Linked DNA regions of Mus musculus: region 2 is linked to region 1. A link is a contact called in public ChIA-PET data. All regions are on one chromosome and are shown on one strand. The core of a region is the stretch at or near the end of the contact, and the rest is flanking DNA. Distances in the headings are between cores, read along the strand shown.

Region 1 (5,778 bases), core at 567-3,066:
TTCATTCACACACACACACACTCTCTCTCACTCTCTCTCTCTCAGACAGACAGATAGACACACACACAAATAAGCAGCAATATCAAATGCTACAGAATGAATGAAGAGGTAATGACAATAAACCTATGAATTTGTTGACAGTGACTTCAGGGAACTTTAAAATGTTTGTTGAGAGCTAGAATACCATTCATGTTTTAGTCTCTAACTGAGCTCCCCAAAAAGAAATCTGAATTAGGGAAGTTACTCAGGTAGGGCTAGTCTAGTAAATAAATCAATGAGAGAAGAGATGTTGAAGTAAAGACAGAAAGAAGCACATGGTAATACTAAATGTGTTGTGTTTCGTGTTTGGTGTTAGGAATGGCCTGTAAGTGCCTTGTGGCAAGAAATTGTTAGAAGGTTCTAAAAGCTGAGAGCAGCCACCTGCAAGACACAGGAGAGAACATGGACTTTAGTGCAACACCTGAAGGGGCTGGATTTAGCTAATTATGAATTTGGAGGAAGTAAAAAGTACTATCTACAAATGAGAATCAAAGCACAGCTAATACTTCTCAACAAAGCCTTGCATGACTCTAAGCTGAGACTCCACAACACTAATGTCCAGACTACTACAAAAACTGGAAGATAATCAATGAGGGTGTAGTTACAGGCTGCTTAATGTGTGCTGTTGGATAAATACCAACAGAAAACTAATACGGGGCTCACTTCCCTATGCAAGAGGCTGAAGGACAAACAGTAAAGCAAAAATAAAGAACAAAACTGCTTAACTTCAATCATCTCAGGATGACCCTGTCTCGAAACTTTATCCAATTACTGCTCAAGTTGCAGCATGTTCCTCATAACCTTTCAAGTGTTAGTTTTCTAAAACTTCTGAGTAATGGAAATGGGGTTTTTATTTTCAACTGTAGAAAGTTATACTGACAGTTATGAAAAATTAAAGAGAGACAAAACAGGGCGCCTAAGATACCTGAATGTCAGACATGGTTCCAGTGCTTAGAGACACTGATCCCCAAGCTAATCTCAGAAATAAGCACAAGGTCATGACTTCTGTCCTCCTTCAGCACCAGAAGTTTAAGCTCGAGAAATGAAAAATCTTTCACCTTTTACTATAAGACTAGCTCAAAGGCGCTCTCGGCTACGGAAACAAAAGGAACCCACTCCCAGATTAACAGCAACTTTGACCCCTAGGCTCTCCACCAGTCCAGGAACCTGCTTATTAAAGATGCAACAAGCCCTGAGAAGCAATCCCTGCTGGGAACTGTAGTTCTCCCGCGCCGACCTTCACGATTGGAAACCTATCACGTGCCCAACCGGCGGCCCAGACGCCAGCAGCCAGGATTGGTCCGAGACTGAGATAAGGAGGTACTGATTGGATACCAGGTCCCTGAAGCCACGCCTCAGCGGCACACCCGCCTCCCCGCGCTCCACACCCCAGCCCGCTTCTTCAGCAATAACCCTCGAGTCATTCCAGTCCAGCGGCCGCCCTAGAGGACTGCCTCGGTTCCCCGCACTAGGGGTGGCTCTGCCTGGGGGGGGTGCGCATCATGGATGCCTCTCACGTTGTCCGTTGGCAGTCCGCAGTCAGCGTGACCACGCGCCCCTTCGGAGAGACCCCACGCTCACCTGGGCCGCGACGGTCACGCCGGATAACTGACAGGCCCGCAGCATTTCTGCCGAAGCGACAGCGCTGCTGGTGGACGCGGGAACGACCGCGGCCGCACGAGAGGAGGGCGTGCGTGCTGGTGTGCGTGCCCGCGTCTGTACAGCCTAGCTGCGTCCGGCGCACCGGAAGGGCCACCGGCACCACTGCGCACGCGCCGCCTCCTCCCCTGCTACAGCCGAGGCGGCTCCCTGAGGGTGGGACTCACCCCGGCTGCGAAAAGGGGAGTAAAGCGGTGATTGGCGACTAGGAGGCGGAAGGGCAGGTTCTCCTTCCGGGTCGCGCTTGGGCGCTAGTTTGTCTGCAGATGACCGGGTTACTAGGTGAACTGGCCGGAGAGTGCTGTGTAAAGTTCGACTGTGACTCTTAGAATTAAAGCGTTGGTGAATTAAATTAGAATTAGACTCTTAGAATTAAAGGGATGGGGAGGTGGATCCGGTAGGGACGCCTGCTCCCAGTCCTGACGACCTGAAATTTGCGACCTCTCTGGTGGCAATAGAATCGATTCCAATTAGTTGTCCGCTGACTTCTTTATGGAGCTGAGGCACACGTATGCCTACAGGGTTTTTTTTTTTTTTTTGGTTTTTTTTTTTTTTTTTTTTTTTTTTTTTTCTTTTCCAAAGGGTTGCTGAAGAATAAGCGAATGTGCTGAAGGCATCCTGGGGCAGAATGTGTTTCCGGTGTCTTTAAATAGTAGAGAACGGATAGGAACCCAAATTCTAAGTTCAGGTTTTTACTTAAGTCACACCGCTTTTTTTTTTTTTTTTTTTTTTTTTTTGCCACTTTTATTTTATAAAGATGATTTCGGTCGCAGTTTTGGGGACGGTTTGGAAGACTCTTCCAAGCGTTCTGAGTTTAACAATGTGTTAAAAATTGACTGTCGTTAATATTCTATGTAAATTCCACTATGATTATGTGGTTCTCTTACCATAATAACATAGAAAAATAATTTTCAAAATCTGTTGGAGGCTGGACCTAGTCGTGCATGCTTTTAATCCCAGCGCTAGAGAGGTAGAGGTAGGCAGATATCTTTTGAGTTCAAGGCCAGCTTGATCTACAGAGTTCCAGGACAGCCAGCTGAATATATTGAGACCCTGTCTTGAAAACCACAAAACAACAAATCTGTTTGCAAAATACTTACAAGCCATAAGTAGGTGATTTGTTATGATACGATACAGATAAAAAAAAGCTGCACTTTTATTTTCATTTATAAAATAAATGAAGTCCAGTGTTGTGGTCACACTGTAAATGACAGCACTTGGGAGGCTGTTGCAGGATTGGACTACATAAATTTCAAACAAAAAACAGGAAAGATTTGAAAAATATCAAAAATGTGTTTATGTTCTATATTATCTACGTTCTATACATGCCAAGCTTTTCAGAGCACTTCAGTAATGTACTTGTCGATCTTTGTCATGTCATCATTCGACAGCCTCCAGTCCTCCCATTTTCTTAGTAAATCTAGCAGTCTGGCTCCATCCCTGTTCACCGCTGCTCTGGTTCTTGCCAGCGTGATAACGTCTCGCACACTGTTGACCCGGGGCTGCTTTTGTACTACACTTCGGACCTTGTACTACAGACAGTCTCCTTGGCTTTAAGATCTCATTCTTCAGGGCTGGAGAAATGGTTCAATGTCTAAGAGCATATATTATTCTTGTAGAGGACCCAGATTCAGTTCACAGCCCCAATATCAGGCAGCTTACAACTTCCTATAAATTATCAGAGAGCCCTCCAGATACAGACACAGACATGATTTATAAAAATAAATCTTAAGCCGGGCATTGGTGGCGCATGCCTTTAATCCCAGCACTTGGGAGGCAGAGGAAGGCGGATTTCTGAGTTCGAGGCCAGCCTGGTCTACAAAGTGAGTTCCAGGACAGTGAAGGCTACACAGAGAAACCCTGTCTTGGAAAACAAAAACAGCAAAGCTGGATCTGGGTGCAGGTGTGCAGGGCATCTGAGTTCGGTTCCCAGCACCCACCTCAGGCAGCTCATAACCTTTAACTGCAGCCCCAGGAGATTCTGCGGTACCTTCACTAATGTGTTGTATATAGTTTGAGAAAGAAAGATCTTTTAAAAGATCTTTATGGATCTGGAGAGGGCATTGGCCACTCCCTCAGAGACCAAGGTTGAGTGTCCTGTGTACAACACACCACGACCACCCCCCACACCATGGCTTGCAAACATCTGTAACTCCAGTTCCAGGTGATCCAGTGCCCTGTTTTGACCTCTGTAGTCTATGCATGCACATGGTGCAGATACATGTGCAGGCAAAACACCCATTCAAAAAAATAAATCTTTTTTTATTTAAACAAATTTTATTAGATATTTTCTTCATTTACAATTCAAATGTCCCAAAAGTCCCTTATACCCTCCCCACCCCGCTCCCTAGCCCCCCCCCCGAAAAGGTTAAATCTTAAAAAAAAAGAAAGAAAGAAAGAAAGAAAGATAGTTGTGATGGCACTTGTTTGTAACTCTTTTGCTTGGAAATTAAGACAGATCCCTGGGCATCCAGTCTACAGTCTGTGAACTTGAGAATATTTGAGAAACCTTGCCTTAAAAAAGGAGAGGGAATAGAAATGGCTCATTAGGTAAGAGCTGTGATGGCTAATTTTTATCAACTTGACACAAAGTAGAGTCACCTGGGAAGAGTGAAACTCAATTGAGTAATTACTTCTATCAGACTGACCTGTTGGCATGTCTGGGGGGGGCATTCTCTCTCTTTTTTTAAATGTTTGTTTGTTTATTTATTTATTTATTTATTTTAATGTATGTGAGTACACTGTAGCTGTTTTCAGACACACCAGAAGGTGGCATCAGATCTCATCTCACAACAGATGGTTGTGAGCCACCATGTGGTTGCTGGGAATTGAACTCAGGACCTCTGGAAGAGCAGTCAGTGCTCTTAACCACTGAGCCATCTCTCCAGCCCCCCATTCTCTTTACTAATGATTAATGTGGCAAGGCTCAGCCCATTACAGATGGTGCCACCTCTGGACAGGTGGTCTTTGGTTGTATGAGAAAGAAAGATAAGGGGGATGAGGGGAGATGCAGAATTGCTCAGTGTCAAGAGCATGTACTAGGCTGGAGAGATGGCTCAGAGGTTAAGATCACTGACTGCTCTTCCAGAGGTCCTGAGTTCAATTCCCAGCAACCACATGGGGGTTCACAACCATCTGTAATGGAATGTGATGCCCCCTTCTGTGCGTCTAGAGACACTGACAGTTTACTCATAGGCATAAAATGAACAAATAAATCTTAAAAAAAAAAAAAAAGAGCATGTACTGCTCTTGCAGAAGTCCAGAGTTCAATTCCAAGCACCCACATCAAGCACCCACATGAGGTTGCTCAAAACGGCCTGTAACTCCAGCTCCAGAAGTACCCAGTCAGTACCTCGGACCTCCTGTGCACATGGGCACTCCCATGCACATACCCACACATAGACACATACTCATGTATGTAATTTAAAATAATGAAGAAAATAAACTAAGTAAGCCAGTAAGCATCATCCCTTTGTGGTCTCTGCTTTAGTTCGGATCTCCAGATCTCTGTCTTGAGTTCTTGCCCTGCCCTGACTTTCCTCAATGATCTATCATAACATGGATTTATTAAGCCAAATAAATCCTTTCCAAATTGGTTTTGGTCGGTGTTTTATCACAGGAACATCAAGCAAACCAGGACAAGCAAACTAGGTCACAAAACCTATCACTCTTGCAAGGAACCTGAGTTCAGTTTTCTTTTTTATAAATAGAATTTATTTTTTTATTTTATATGCATTGGTGTTTTGTATGCATTTATGTGTATGCAAAGGTGTCAGATCCCCTGGAGTTGGAGTTACAGATAGTCCTGGTCCTCTGGAGGAGCCATCTTTCCAGCCTTCCCTGAGTTCAACTTTCAGAGTCTAGATGCAGTGTCCCCCAACAACTTGAAAGAACAGTTCCAGGGACTCTGATATGCTCTTCTAGCCTCAGAGGGCATCCTCGAATGTGGTATACACATGTATACATGTAAATAATAGTACATATACACCTATATATCTATGCATATTTTAAAGTAAGATGGCTCAGTGAGTAAAGGCACTTGTCACTAAACTTGAATGTTTGATCCTAGAATCCCATACA
Region 2 (5,767 bases), core at 101-2,600, 40 kb before region 1:
TATCCTGAGAAACTGTACAGGGTCAGACCATAGCGTATGAAAGGGAGCTCACTCTGAACAGCCTGCTCAATCCCTCTCAACCTGGCATAGGCAGTATTTATGTCCAGAGTAAAGCTGTCCATTTGTTCTTGACTGCGACGACGAAACTCTAATTCTTGCTCAGACAGTTTCTCAGACAGGCCCTGAAATAAAACAGACAGTGTACAGAAATCTAATGTTACCACCATGCTTGCCACCTAACTACATGCTAGTCTTCCAGAAACTACTAACTTTGAAGTAAAAAAGGAACCTTTAATATCTCAAATTATAACCAGGTGTGGTGACACGCCTTTAATTCTAGCACTCAGGAGGCAGAGGCAAGAGAGTTCCAAGCCAGTCTGGTCTACAGCAAGTTCCAGGCCAGCCAGGACTACACAGGAAGAACCAATCTAAAACAAATAAAAACTTCAGAAGAGCTGCTTGTAAGGGGCTGGAGAGATGGCTCTGTGGTGAAGAACACTTGTTCTTGCAGAGGACCCAGACCCAGGTTCAATTCCCAGCAGTCTTGATGCAGCTTAAAATCATCCTAACTCCCGCTCCAGGGGATCCAATGCCCTTTTCTGCCCTCCTCCAGCACCAAGCACTAATGTAATTCACTGCCATACATGGAAGCAAAATACTCATATACGTAAAATAAATGTTAAACCAAAACAGCTGCAATGTTGTATATAAGGTTTCAAACTTTTATCAACTCATATTGGTTTTTCAAGTCAGAGCTTCACTGTATAGGCCTGGCTGTCTTGGAACTTACGCTATAGACTGGGATGACCGTAAACTCAGAGATCCATCTGTCTCTGCCTCTCAAATACTGAAATTAAAGGCGTGTATCACCATGCCTGGCTCTGACTCATGTTCCATAAGTTTCTGAATTTTCTGATACAACATAGAAAAGCTTTTAATTAAGCATTTAGACTGCAATCTTTAAAAAGAAATTTGGGGTGGCTAAAGGTGGCTCAGTAGGTAAGAGCATTTCCTAGAGCACTCACAAAGTGACTCCAGTTCTAGGGGATCTGCCTCTTCTAGCCTCTGTAGGCACTAGGTAAGCACAGAGTATACACCCATATATGCAGTAAGCATTTATATAGAGAAAATAAAAAATCTTTTAAAAATGAGACATTTTTGTATTGCAACCCACACATATTTTCAGATCTACATACCTGACCATGAACACAGCATGGCTGATGTAAAACGAACTGGTTCTGTAATTTATAACTAACAAAAAGCCTATTTCACCCAAGCTAGGTACCACTTTATTCTTATCTTCAGAGTGCACAGGAAGGAGAAAGGCTAAGGAAGGATGTGGTGCAGCTGTACAGGACAGGCAACATGTGTGAGGCCCCGGGGAGGAAGGAGCGGAAGCCCGAGCACAGGTCCTCACCTGTTCAAATTCATACTTCAGTTCCTGTTCCTGCACCTTGAGGACATCTCGTAAATGATCAGTGTGGGCAGCTGCCTGCCGTCGAAGTTGGGTCCGCATTTCATTCTCCATGGCATCTCTGACTTCTTCTACCTGTGAAACCAAGCGCAGCAATGGGCAGCTCTCAAACGTCCATATGCACGTTTAGGGAACGGGAGAGACTAGTCAGGAAGCTAACAGTAGCAGCAGCTCAACTCCACTGATGTGCCAGGCATGTCTATACGATTATCTCATGCTTTCCAAGAGCCACAAAGCCAAACACCCAAAAGCAACTGAAACAAGGTCACATAGCTACACAGAAATCCTACTTCAAACATGGGTCTCTCTGGCCTCCAAACTTGTGCTTCCTTCCATCATGCTGCCATGTGGCCCCCAACACAGAAACAAACACCATTATTTGCTGAATCACACATAACACAGGAAGTAACTTATTCCAAAATGTAGAGCAAAGAAACCTAGCTAGTTCTAAGCTGGGTGCAAACCCTGTTTAACCATAACTGCTCATGTTCATGTTCCCACCTTTTTGCATGGTGACAGTGCCAACTTAAGAGAAATCAATGTGAAAATTAGTACCCAAAAGGTACACTTGAACACATTTCTTTGAAACCAGCAGCTTATTTTCACATGAGTTTAAGTTTAACATGGGCCAGTCAAAACAAGTTAGGAAATGCTCCGTCCTGCTTCACTCAGCAATTAACCACGGGTATACTAGACATCAACATAAACTACCTTGAACACAAACTCATCTTTTCTCAGATTTAGAACAATGAGTCCATTTAAGACCAGCCCCGTGCTGGACAGAACCTACTATCTTCTTGGATACATGACTGCTCAGACAATGCACACACAGATCCTTGAAGCAGGAACACTTGTTTCCAAGAGTGAATGTGAGCAGGATGCCCACCCTAAATACCTAACTCCCACTTTCACTGAAAACAGCAATATAGCAGAAACTGACCCATACATGCTGCTTAAAACTGAAAGAGGGGTGTTGCTGAGACAGTGATGTCCAAGTGTAGAACTAAGGTTTAAGGAGAAGAGCCAGGTTGGAAGCACACAGCACAAACATCCCAGTGAAAAATACAAAAAGACACTGCACAGAGAAGAAAAACAAAAACAAAAGCTAAACAAGATTCAATAAATAAATAAACGACAAACTTACAGAAGGCAAGTATAACATTAAGAGTCTTTGGGCGTTGTTTAAGAATCTGGACTAATGCTCTTATACTGAAAACCCAGAACTCAGGATAAGGTAGCACTATAACCGTTTGTTCCTATCAGTCACAGCTAAGTAACAAGGTGCCATTTTTAAATAAACAAAAGTCGAGGAGACTGCTGGGAGTTCTAAGCCAGCCTGGTTACACAGCAAGAACCTGAGAAACTATTGGATTAAGATAGGCAAAAAAAAGAAAAGAAAAAAAAAAAAACAGGAATTAACTGTGGATGCAGACTGAATGTAAGAGTCTCTGATAAAAAAAATAGCCACCAAAAGCTCTCTCCATCAGCCAAGCAAGATGCCCAAAGGAAAGAAGACCAAGGGGAAGAAGGTGGCCTCAGCTCTTACTGGCAAGAAACAGGAGGCCAAAAAGGGGGTCAATCCTTTGTTTGAGGAAAGGCCCAAGAACTTCGGCATTGGGCAGGACATCCAGCCCCAAAGAGATCTAACACACTTCATCAAATGGCCCCACTTCATCAGGCTGCAGCAGCAAAGAGCCATCCTCTATAAGCGGTCCAAAGTACCTCCTGCCATTAACCAGTTCACCCAGGCCCTGGACAGGCAGACAGCTACTCAGCTGCTTAAGCTTGCCCACAAGTAGAGGTCAGAGACAAAGCAAGAGAAGAAGCAAAGGCCTGTGCTGAGAAGAAAGCTGCTGGCAAAAGGGGATGTCCCGACTAAGAGACCACCTGTCCTCAAGAGCAGGAGTCAACCCAGTCACCACCTTGGTGGAGAATAAGAAGGCTCAGCTGGTGGTGATTGCCCATGACGTAGACCCCAATGAGCTGGTGGTTTTCCTGCCTGCCCTGTGTCGAAAGATGGGGGCGCCCTACTGCATCATCAAGGGAAAGGCCAGGCTGGGGTGCCTGGTCCACAGGAAGACATGCACCACTGTTGCCTTTACACAGGTTAACTCGGAAGACAAGGGTGCTCTGGCTAAGCTGGTGGAAGCTATTAGGACCAATTTTAATGACAGATATGATGAGATCCATCGCCACTGGGGAGGCAACGTCCTGGGTCCTAAGTCTGAGGCTCGCTTTGCCAAGCTGGAAAAGGCAAAAGGCTAAAGAACTCACCACTAAATTTGGTTAAATGCACACTAAGTTTTCTGTATATAAATATAATTACAAAATTATCAAAACCAAAAACATAGCCACGCCAATAGACAAACAAACAAACAAATGGTGAACAGAGGTATCTCTTTTCCTTTGAATAATCACACCTTCAATTGCCAGAGGTCCTGAGTTCAATACCCAGCAACCAATTGGTAGTTTATGACCTTCTATAATGAGATCTGGTGCCCTCTTCTGGTCTCAGGCATACATGCAGGCAGAACACTGACATAATAAATAAATAAATAAATCTTTAAAAAAGAAAAAAAAAAAACCCTAAAACACCACTCTAATGATAGCTTGGCACAAATTATATTTACCACTAGCAGGCAGTGACAGAACAAACAAGGTTAACTTCAAATGTCAGGTCATTCTCTTCCTCCACTACCTTTCTGTCCTGCTCAGCCTGAATTTCACTTCTGTGGTGCTCCAATGCTTTTGCCACTGCAGAGTCAAAGGTCCGCTTTTCTTCTAGCTTGTGCTTTTCCAAGGCTAGCTCAATGTGCTGCTTCTCTGTGGCTTTCTGTTGTGCTAGCTCTCTGTTGAGCTGATCAATGCGACGATGGGCATGAGCAATGAGTGAGTTCAGGTCATCAGTAGAGAGTTTGCCAGCTAAACAGGTAACATCAAAGTGTTAGTGCTGTCACTGAAAATATACTGCAGAAAGAAGCTAACACAAAATTCAAATCCTCCAGTCAAAGTAGCAATTAAAAACTACTATCCAGCAACTAAAGCACTATCAATTCTAAGCAAAATAATGGGTGAGTCTATAATAAAATGATAATAATAATAATAATAATAATAATAAGTGTGAGGCAGCATACACTGCTCTTTCTAAGAACTCCAAATCAGTGTAATCTGAACTCATCATGTCCTGGCTTTCTAATTTACTAACTTTACTTCTAAAAAGACAGCTTGTAGACACAATCACTACTATATGCCATTTTATGTAGAACTATGATTAGCCCTAACAAATATTCAGAAGGAAACCAACTCCCACAAATTCTCCTGTGAGCCACAAGTACACTGACAGACACACTCCCTACCCCTCCCCCCCAAAACAAGCACACACACACACACACACATACAGACACACACAAGTATTTTTATTTTCTGTATATGGGTGTTTTGCCTGTATATCTGTCTGTGCATCATATGTGTGTCTACTGTTGTAAATGGCCAGAGAAGAGGCACCAGATCCCTTGAAACTGGAGTTACAGATGGTTGTAAGCCTCCGAGTGAGTGCTGAGAAATGAGCCAGCTGTCCTCTGGATAGCTCTTAACCACTGAGCTATCTCTCCATCTGTTTGTTCCTTTCCTTGAATGCACACTACCTAGAATAGTAATCTGTGATCAATGATACCCAATGGGATCACTCATGCTCCTTTTTAATACTCATGCCCAAACACTCAGTTATGCACACATACACTCACTCATTGCGATTTGTTGGTTTGTTTGTTTTAGAAGGGGAAGTAATTTCACACTCCACAGTATTCCAACATTTACTAGAGATTAAGAATGAAGGAAGGGGGCTGGAGAGGTGGCTCAGCAATTACAAGCACTGACTTTTCTTCTGAAGGTCCTGAGTTCAAATCCCAGCAACCACATGGTGGCTCTGTAATGAGATCCATCTGTAATGAGATCGGATGCCCTCTTCTGGTGTGCCTGAAAACAGCTACAGTGTACTTACATTAACTAAATAAATAAATAAATAAATAAATCTTTTTAAAAAAATGAAGGAAGGTTCCTGCCATAAAATACAAATATGGGCAATTCTGTATGATAAATGATCAATTCATCAAAAAACAAGTGAAAAGCAAAATATATAAGCAAGCAAACACTGAGACTCATTGAGTAATTTCAATGTGTGGGACATCTCTGAATCCTGGTTTGAATTAAAACCGTAATTAAAAATACTATAAGTAAAAAGTCTTAAGCACTGTATATTTAACAGCATTAGAGAATTATGAAACCTTAAGCATA

What was found. ChIA-PET counts read pairs in DNA pulled down with a chosen protein or histone mark.
Region 2: an RNA polymerase II ChIA-PET map of effector CD8 T cells shows a contact between it and region 1, with 177 read pairs. The contact joins the enhancer-like site here to the promoter of Immt in region 1. A contact is called at or near these places in 5 of 39 promoter capture datasets (embryonic stem cells, liver, macrophages and 1 more), 8 of 484 Hi-C or Micro-C datasets (the G1E-ER4 cell line, the HPC-7 cell line, cranial neural crest and 4 more), 6 of 115 datasets of contacts at active chromatin or transcription factors (the SCID.adh cell line, effector CD8 T cells, embryonic stem cells and 1 more) and 4 of 9 other capture datasets (adipose tissue, embryonic stem cells, liver and 1 more).

The regions. Positions count from the first base shown.
Region 1 is chr6:71,827,358-71,833,135 of GRCm38.p6, reverse strand. Immt (inner membrane protein, mitochondrial) reads right to left here and starts at 1,816. Exons shown (of 15, transcript NM_001253681.1): 1 at 1,621-1,816. The coding sequence starts at 1,665.
Region 2 is chr6:71,867,209-71,872,975 of GRCm38.p6, reverse strand. It overlaps Immt (inner membrane protein, mitochondrial), which reads right to left. Exons shown (of 15, transcript NM_001253681.1): 12 at 4,173-4,396; 13 at 1,418-1,549; 14 at 53-182. It also overlaps the pseudogene Gm17825. Among named protein-coding and RNA genes, the nearest start is that of Snord94, 13 kb to the left of the region's middle. Within about 2 kb of position 1,350, at least 14 of the 459 cell types and tissues checked have an H3K27ac peak or open chromatin away from gene starts, as enhancers often do. A contact at or near this core is called in effector CD8 T cells, where this site is marked.